Regions from separate parts of the Mus musculus genome. Here region 1 is linked to region 2. The links are chromatin contacts, called in public promoter capture Hi-C maps. All regions are on one chromosome and are shown on one strand. The core of a region is the stretch at or near the end of the contact, and the rest is flanking DNA. Distances in the headings are between cores, read along the strand shown.

What was found. Promoter capture Hi-C pulls out the DNA fragments that hold promoters and counts their contacts.
Region 1: a promoter capture Hi-C map of liver shows a contact between it and region 2. The contact joins the enhancer-like site here to the promoter of Rsph14 in region 2. A contact is called at or near these places in 4 of 39 promoter capture datasets (the C10 cell line, embryonic stem cells, liver and 1 more), 1 of 484 Hi-C or Micro-C datasets (Sertoli cells), 2 of 115 datasets of contacts at active chromatin or transcription factors (hepatocytes and pancreatic cancer cells) and 4 of 9 other capture datasets (adipose tissue, embryonic stem cells, liver and 1 more).

What each region holds. Positions count from the first base shown.
Region 1 is chr10:75,118,928-75,122,580 of GRCm38.p6, forward strand. The region is part of intron 1 of Bcr (BCR activator of RhoGEF and GTPase); the gene reads left to right. Among named protein-coding and RNA genes, the nearest start is that of Bcr, 60 kb to the left of the region's middle. Within about 2 kb of position 2,219, at least 146 of the 459 cell types and tissues checked have an H3K27ac peak or open chromatin away from gene starts, as enhancers often do. A contact at or near this core is called in Sertoli cells, adipose tissue, hepatocytes and 3 more, where this site is marked.
Region 2 is chr10:75,031,293-75,034,676 of GRCm38.p6, forward strand. It overlaps Rsph14 (radial spoke head homolog 14 (Chlamydomonas)), which reads right to left and starts at 1,261. Exons shown (of 7, transcript NM_001163535.1): 1 at 1,212-1,261; 2 at 1-66. The coding sequence starts at 20. Gm40692 (a long non-coding RNA gene) reads left to right here. Exons shown (of 4, transcript XR_003948909.1): 4 at 3,021-3,186.

The DNA of each region.
Region 1 (3,653 bases), core at 969-3,468, 89 kb after region 2:
AGAGTGTCTGTCATTATCCTCCTTTCATTGATGGGAATGTTGAGAGATGAAAAGAACCTCTGACCCCACCCCCATCCCTGGAGACACCAGTTTGTTTGTCATCTTTTCTTTTTCAGGGAAGGTGGCCCTAAAGATTGAGCAGTGGAGACAGGGAACCAAGAGGATTGTCTTCTTTCTAACAAATACTGTTTACGTGAAAAGCTGAGCGAGTTCTAGGGGATGGGGATGGGAGTGGGGTGTCCACTTATCCTAAGCTTGCTGACCCTGCCATTTTTCGACCTGTTCCTTGGCTTTGGGCATCTGCTCACATCTCATAATACCATTACATTCTGAAACATCACTTGCACACACCCCCACCCTGTTCCCAGAACCCTCGCTCCAGATCAGCTCAAGCATGGCTGAAGTTGAGGGTCTAGCCCAGAGTATGACCAAACCTCTTGCTGTTCACCATTGACTAGAAGACCCGCCCTCATGGGTCTCCATTTTGAGTCTGAGCTGTGCCACACAGGGCAAGTGGCTCTTGGGGGCCAGCTGGTTAGAGTCCTGTTTCCATGGGCAGGCAGTAATTAGGAAGTGGTTCCTCGGTGCAGGTGTCTGAGTTCCACTCTGACTGGCTCTGACTGTATGCACTGGTCCACAAGGGCTGCGTAACAATGACTACAAACAGTGTGGTTCAGATAACAAGTTGTCTCATACCTCAGGAGACTAAATGGCTTCAGGGTGGGGCAGGTTGCCAGCAGAACCAACCACGTGATTAGAGAGTTGGAACTTTCAGTCCCACTCCTACCTCTGGGGAGAGGCAAGGGGCTGGAATTAAATCAATGTCAGTGGGCTGTGAGTCTATTATGATCCACAAAATAACTGAATGTCGGGGTTCAGAGAACTTCCAAGTTGTGAACATTCGGAGGGTCATGGAAGTCCTCCACCCCCACCCCCACCCCCATACAGACCTAGTACATATACCTTGTGTCCTTTATGGTAGTCAGGCAGTGGGGACAGCCCGAGACTTCACCTGATAGAAATCTGCAGAGACCTATACCAAGGTGAAGCCAAGGATTCTCAGCTGTGCAGCAGAAGAGAATTCAAAACAAAGTAATGTGAACCAGAACAGGAGTTTGTCTCTAAAAGGTTTTAACATAAAAGGACAGTTATACTCAGGTGTGCCTATGGGCTCGTTAGGATTTCTCCTTTGGCCTTGATTGTCTTAACAATAGCCATAGATATGATTGGAGTGATCAGACTTGAGAAGTGACGTTGCTCAAAAGGCTCCTAGAAACTTTCTCTAAGTCACAGGGTGATTTCTGAAGTACATAGAAAAGATTGTGGGCTTACATAATTTTAAAAAGTAAGTCAGAAGGGTCAAAGGAGTCCTTATTACTTGCATGTCACAAGGAAGTGAAAACACACTTTAGCAGCAAACAGTTTTCACCTCCTAATCCTTCCTAAACACTGACTGAGGACCTAGTATTCAAATATATGAGCCTGAGGAGGGCCTTTCTCTTTCAAACCACCGCAGGCGGGGGCTCGCCCATATTGTTGATACATTCAGTGGGTGGAAGATGTCCATCTTCCGACAGAATTGGCCTCTGAATTGTTTAGAGTCTTCAGCCAGCTAAATCTCAAGACAGAGCTATAAGTGCAGTTTATACGGTCAGCCTACACTCTTTAAGACCCTACAGTTCTTGTTCTTGTGTGTGTGTGTGTGTGTGTGTGTGTGTGTGTGGTTTTTCAAGACAGGGTTTCTCTGTATAGCCCTGGCTGTACTGGAACTCACTTTGTAGACCAGGCTGGCCTCGAACTCAGAAATCCACCTACCTTTGCTTCCCGAGTTCTGGGATTAAAGGCGTGCCCCACCATGCCAAGACCCTACGGTTCTTAACCTGTGGGTTGCAACTCTTTGGCAAACTTGTATCTCCAAAAAATATTTACACTATATTTTATAACAGTAACAAAATTAGAGTTACAAAGTAGCAACGAAAATCATTTTGTGGTTGGGAGTAGTTCATCACAACATAAGGAACTGTATTAAAGGGTCACAGGTTAGGAAGGTTGAGAACCACTGTTGTAAGGAAACAGCACTAGAATCCTCTGTCCCTCCTTTAGGGCAGCCAGGGCTACCTGGAGAGCCAAGGCCGCAGGCCATGAGCCTCAGGCCCCTCCTGATGAGCATTTTGCAACCTGTCTGGGTGGCAGTCCGGGCTCAGCCTGCCTCAGGGCTTTCAGTGTGGCCCACACTGATTATTCATGACCATGACCATGACCTCTCCCTGCCTAAGCAACTGGGGTTTTCCATGCTTGGGAACTAGCCTGGTGATGTCATCTTTGGGGTTGCTATGACTCCCTTGGCTATCAGTGCAGGAAGGACAGCTGCCAGCCTAACAGAGGAAGCAAGTAGAAAACCCACTGAAACCAGCAACATATCTCAGCGATTCAGTAGCCATTTGCCAATTGTGGTGACCTCGGGGATTGGCACCAGGTGGCTGGTTCTGTCGTCTATTTAGAATAGTTCTCTTGGCCTTCAGAAAACTGTTAGTTGTTTTTTTTGTTGTTGTTGTTGTTGTTTTAAAGACAGTGGCATGTATCTTAAACTGCATGCAAGCCTCCTGCTGTAAGCCCCCTGAGGAGTTACGATTATAGAATATGGCACTGTGCACCCAATTTATTTTTAATTGAGGTCAAGTTCATATAATACGAAAGTCACCATGTATGTATGTATGTATGTATGTGTGTGTGTGTATTTCTTTTCTTACACTGTTTCCCAGGTTACCTTCAATCTCAATGTGTAGCCCAGACTAGTCTTAAATCTGTGAAACATCTGAGCAAACAACTTTCTATTTCTAGTCTTGGTCATGTAGGTAATAGAATTGCTGGATCAGCGCAAAATTGGGGGTGGGGGCCATCTTCTCTTTGGTTGGAATGTGCTTGCTAAATGACAGACTAAGCACTTAGAGGTTAAGCCTTTGGCATGCTGAGCTGTTATCTCTAGCCCCCTTTTCACCTTTCATTGTGGGATAACGTCTCACTAAGCTGCCCAGACTGGCCTTGAAGTCACCTCAAAGCTCAGGCATGCCTTGAGCTTATAATTACCCTGCCTTAGCCTCCTCAGCACTGGACCAAAAGGCCTATTCCAACAGTCTCTGCTACTGTGCATGTATGTATGCACATGTGTGTATGTATGCACCATGGGTCATGCACACACTAGGCGGGCTTTCTGTCCCAGCCCATTGATTACAATTGTATACTATGTTAGCATTCATATTTCATGTAAGTGGGCTTCCTCCCATTAAAAGCAGGACTCAGTCACCCTTCTAATTGAGTCTCAGTCACGATTTCCAACTTTCTACTTCCTTCCAGTTTGTTTGATATCTATCTTATATACCTTCAGTGACCACTTCCCTTGCGTGGTTACAGAACAGGTAGATCTACCTACATCTGCCGTCTAACCCCACACATCACAGAGACGGCAAAGATATGCCTCCATGACACCCCAGAACTAGGGCCTGCCTGCTTTAAGCCTACCAATTTAAACTCCGTTAGGAACATGTTTGGCTAACACCCAGGGCCAATAGGGTTTAGGCTCATACATTTTTATGCCCTCGTTCTCCTTCCTGCTTTCTCCCCGTGCTCCCTGCCCTCCTCCTCCTTCCTGCTCT
Region 2 (3,384 bases), core at 11-2,510:
GAGATGCGGGCATGAGCCATCTTTTCACACCTGCCAAAGGGCTTTGAAAATGAACCTCTGTAGAAACTGCTAATAAAAGAACAACAACAACAAACACACACAGAAGAAAAACTGTCATTATTACTATTATCAGGTAGAAGCTTATCCATCTCAGCCTCAAAACTGTCTGTGAAGACAAACAGGGTGGATACTTTCATCTGGATTTACTGATGAGCAAACAGGGGCTGACCAGATTTCTCAAGGTCACGGCACGGGTGTGGCCCAATGACAGAAGAAAATGCTTGGGATACTTGGTAGATTGGTTCCTTAGTCACAGTACCAAAGACGAGGGGGGGTTGCGGGGGGGGGGGGGATAGGCCAGCCAAGTAAAAACCAACATGTGTTCTCCTTTGATGCTCCTGCTTAGCTGGTGACAGCAATAATTTGTGACTGCCAGTTAGATAGATACTAAACTGCTTAAAAAGAGCTGTCCATGTAAGGAAATAGATTTTTGGCTAGGGAGTTGGTAAAGCTAGAAACTATCAAATAGATGCCCTGTTCCTTCCTGTTGGGGACATGCTTAGAACACTTTTGCAAGAAGGGTTAAAGAAGGATTTCTTGTCCCCCACACATACACTCTTTGAACAACCATAGGCAATGTGGCTTCAGGGTTAAGACTGGGATATAGTCCAGGTCCACGGGCTATCCTTGACAAGTCACTCCCTCTTCTATATGCATCATCTCTGCAGCTGAAGAGTTAGGTATTTCCTTTCTGCCCTTCCAGCACAGCCATATAACTGATACCCATGAGCCTGGCTGGACAGAACTTAGAATATATTGATTGTGGTTATTATCCTGATCACTATTGCAGAACCTGGCAGGACTCAAACTCTGAAGTTAAAAAACAACAACAACAACAACAACAACAACAAAAAAAAAAAAACCAACAAAAAAAAAAAAAAAAGAAAACAAAACAAAAAACCAAGGCAGGCCACCAGCCAAGACAAGGAGGAAAAGCCCCAGACTGGGAAGGTAACAGCCATCTCTAAAATGGGGTTCACTCCAGGGGATCTTAGTCTCTGGGACATGGGCTGCCCTCCTATAAATGGCACACACTACAGGAATCCTGCTACCAGCAGGAAAGGCGAGACCCAGGCTGTGAGGGCACCAGCCCCGTGTGAATGGAACTGGGTGGGTCAGGAAGCCCCCTATGCCCTGTGCCAGGCACCCACCTCACAGCTGCCTCACTTGCCTCAGTGCGTGAAGTCTCCTGGTGTCTGCCAGCCAGAGCGCTTGGCCCATTACCAGGCGACCTGGTTGCTAGGAGACTGCCAGCGTCTGCAGCTTCTCGGTCAATACTCTGGGGAGCCAAGGCGCAGGCGCAAAAAGACTAAGGCTAAGCCCAGTGAAGAAGGGAAAAACAACATAATTTTACAATGTTACTATGAAGAACAAAGACAAGTCTCCTTAGTGGTACAGATTTCCTGTGACCTTTGCATGCTTTGGGCCATCCGGGTGAAGGAGTAACTTTATACAGTTCAAGGCTAAGAATCTCAAGGAAATTCAGTTGCTCTCTCCGAGTCACGTAGACCTGACCCCAGAACTGCCCGGTCAGGGCCCATATTTCTGCAAGCTGATCCACCCAGTACATACTGGCTGAAGTGGTTTTCTAGGCCCCCAACACCACCTGCCTAACATCTCCTTTGGCTCCCCAAAGACTGTCTCCTCACCGAGTCTGGGTGGTGGTGCATGCCTTTATTACCGGCTACATGGGAGGTAGACACAGACAATATAGCAAGACCCCATTACACTCTCCATACACATAGGAGGGCCCCACCTAACCCCCCTCCCATATACATACAACATACCAAAACCCTGCCTAGTGTACTACACATGATATAGCAAGCCCTGACTAACTTCCCTAACATATACACATACGCCATATGGAGACTTTACATAAACCTGCATGTGCGCACATGCGTGCACGCGCACACACACACACCCTAAGACCTTGCACAAACTCAAACACACACAGAATGTAACAAGACATCTGTCTGACATCCCCCATAGACACAACTCAGTAAGAGCCGCCTAACCCCCTTAACATAGCAAGACCTTGCCTGTGTCTGTTTCATTTACTGCCTCTCTGTACCAAGCATATGCCAAGAAGCGTTTGATAAATGCAAAATGAATGACTTATGGGCTTGAGTTAAGAGTTACAATTTAAAAGCATTTTTTCTGCAATTCACACATTACCAAATGTATTAGTTACTCTTTCCTCGACGTGAGAGAATGCCTGGGAGAAGCAACTTACGTGAGAAAAGCTTTTAGTTTGGCTTGGAATTTCAGGAGGTCTGACCCACCGGTGCTTGGCAGACTATGGCAGTGGGAAAATATGAACTATGAACCAGGGATGGAGAGGAGAGGAGAGGAGAGGAGAGGAGAGGAGAGAGGATAGCTATTTCTAAGGACTTCCCCTCAGTGACTTGGCCCCTCCCACAGTCTGACGCTTCCACCATCGGGGGAGCAAGTATTCAAAGCATTGTAGTTTCCCTTGTTCTTAGTCGGGTCAAAGGTCACTAGGAGAGAGGTCACCCATTGGGCACATGAGACAGTTTTTTTGTTAGTATGACGAAAAACCAGACAAAAGGCAAATTGAGGGGAGAAGGATTTATTTCAGCTCACATATTGAGGGTATGGTCCATCATGGCAGCAAGGCAGGACAGCAGAAGTGACTCTGAGATCTGACACTTCACCTTCTGGTAACCCGATGGAACTAGGCGCAGGTAAAGGCGAACGCTGGGGCCCAACTGGTGCTCAACTTATATTCAGGGTAAGTACTTCTCAGTTAAAGCTCTCTGGAAACATCCTTACAGACACTCGCAGAGGTGTTCACCTGAGGGTAACTCTAAATCCTGCCAACAGTGATGCTCAAATATGGCAGACTGAATAATAGTTTCCCATCAGTTGGACCTTCCAGCAGTGTCGGCCCTATTTCCCATGCTGCACTGCTGGCGTTTCTCTTTCTCTTCCGGTCCCAGGTGCCGCGAGCGCTGCAGGTTACCGTGCAGACATGGCCAGGTCCAAGAACCATAGAACCAGTCCCAAAAATGGCTCAGAAATGGCGTCAAGAAGCACACACCTTTAATCCCAGCACTTGGGAGGCAGACGCAGGCAGATTTCTGAGTTCGAGGCCAGCCTGGTCTACAAAGTGAGTTCCAGGACAGCCAGGGCTACACAGAGAAACCCTGTCTTGAAAAACAACAACAACAAAAAAAAAAAAGAAAAGAAAAAAGAAAAAAAAAAAGGAAAGGAAAGGAAAGGAAAGGAAAGGAAAGAAACCCCAGCAGTCACAAAGATACGAATCTTTTAAGGGATTTGACTGCAAGTTCCTAAGGAACATGT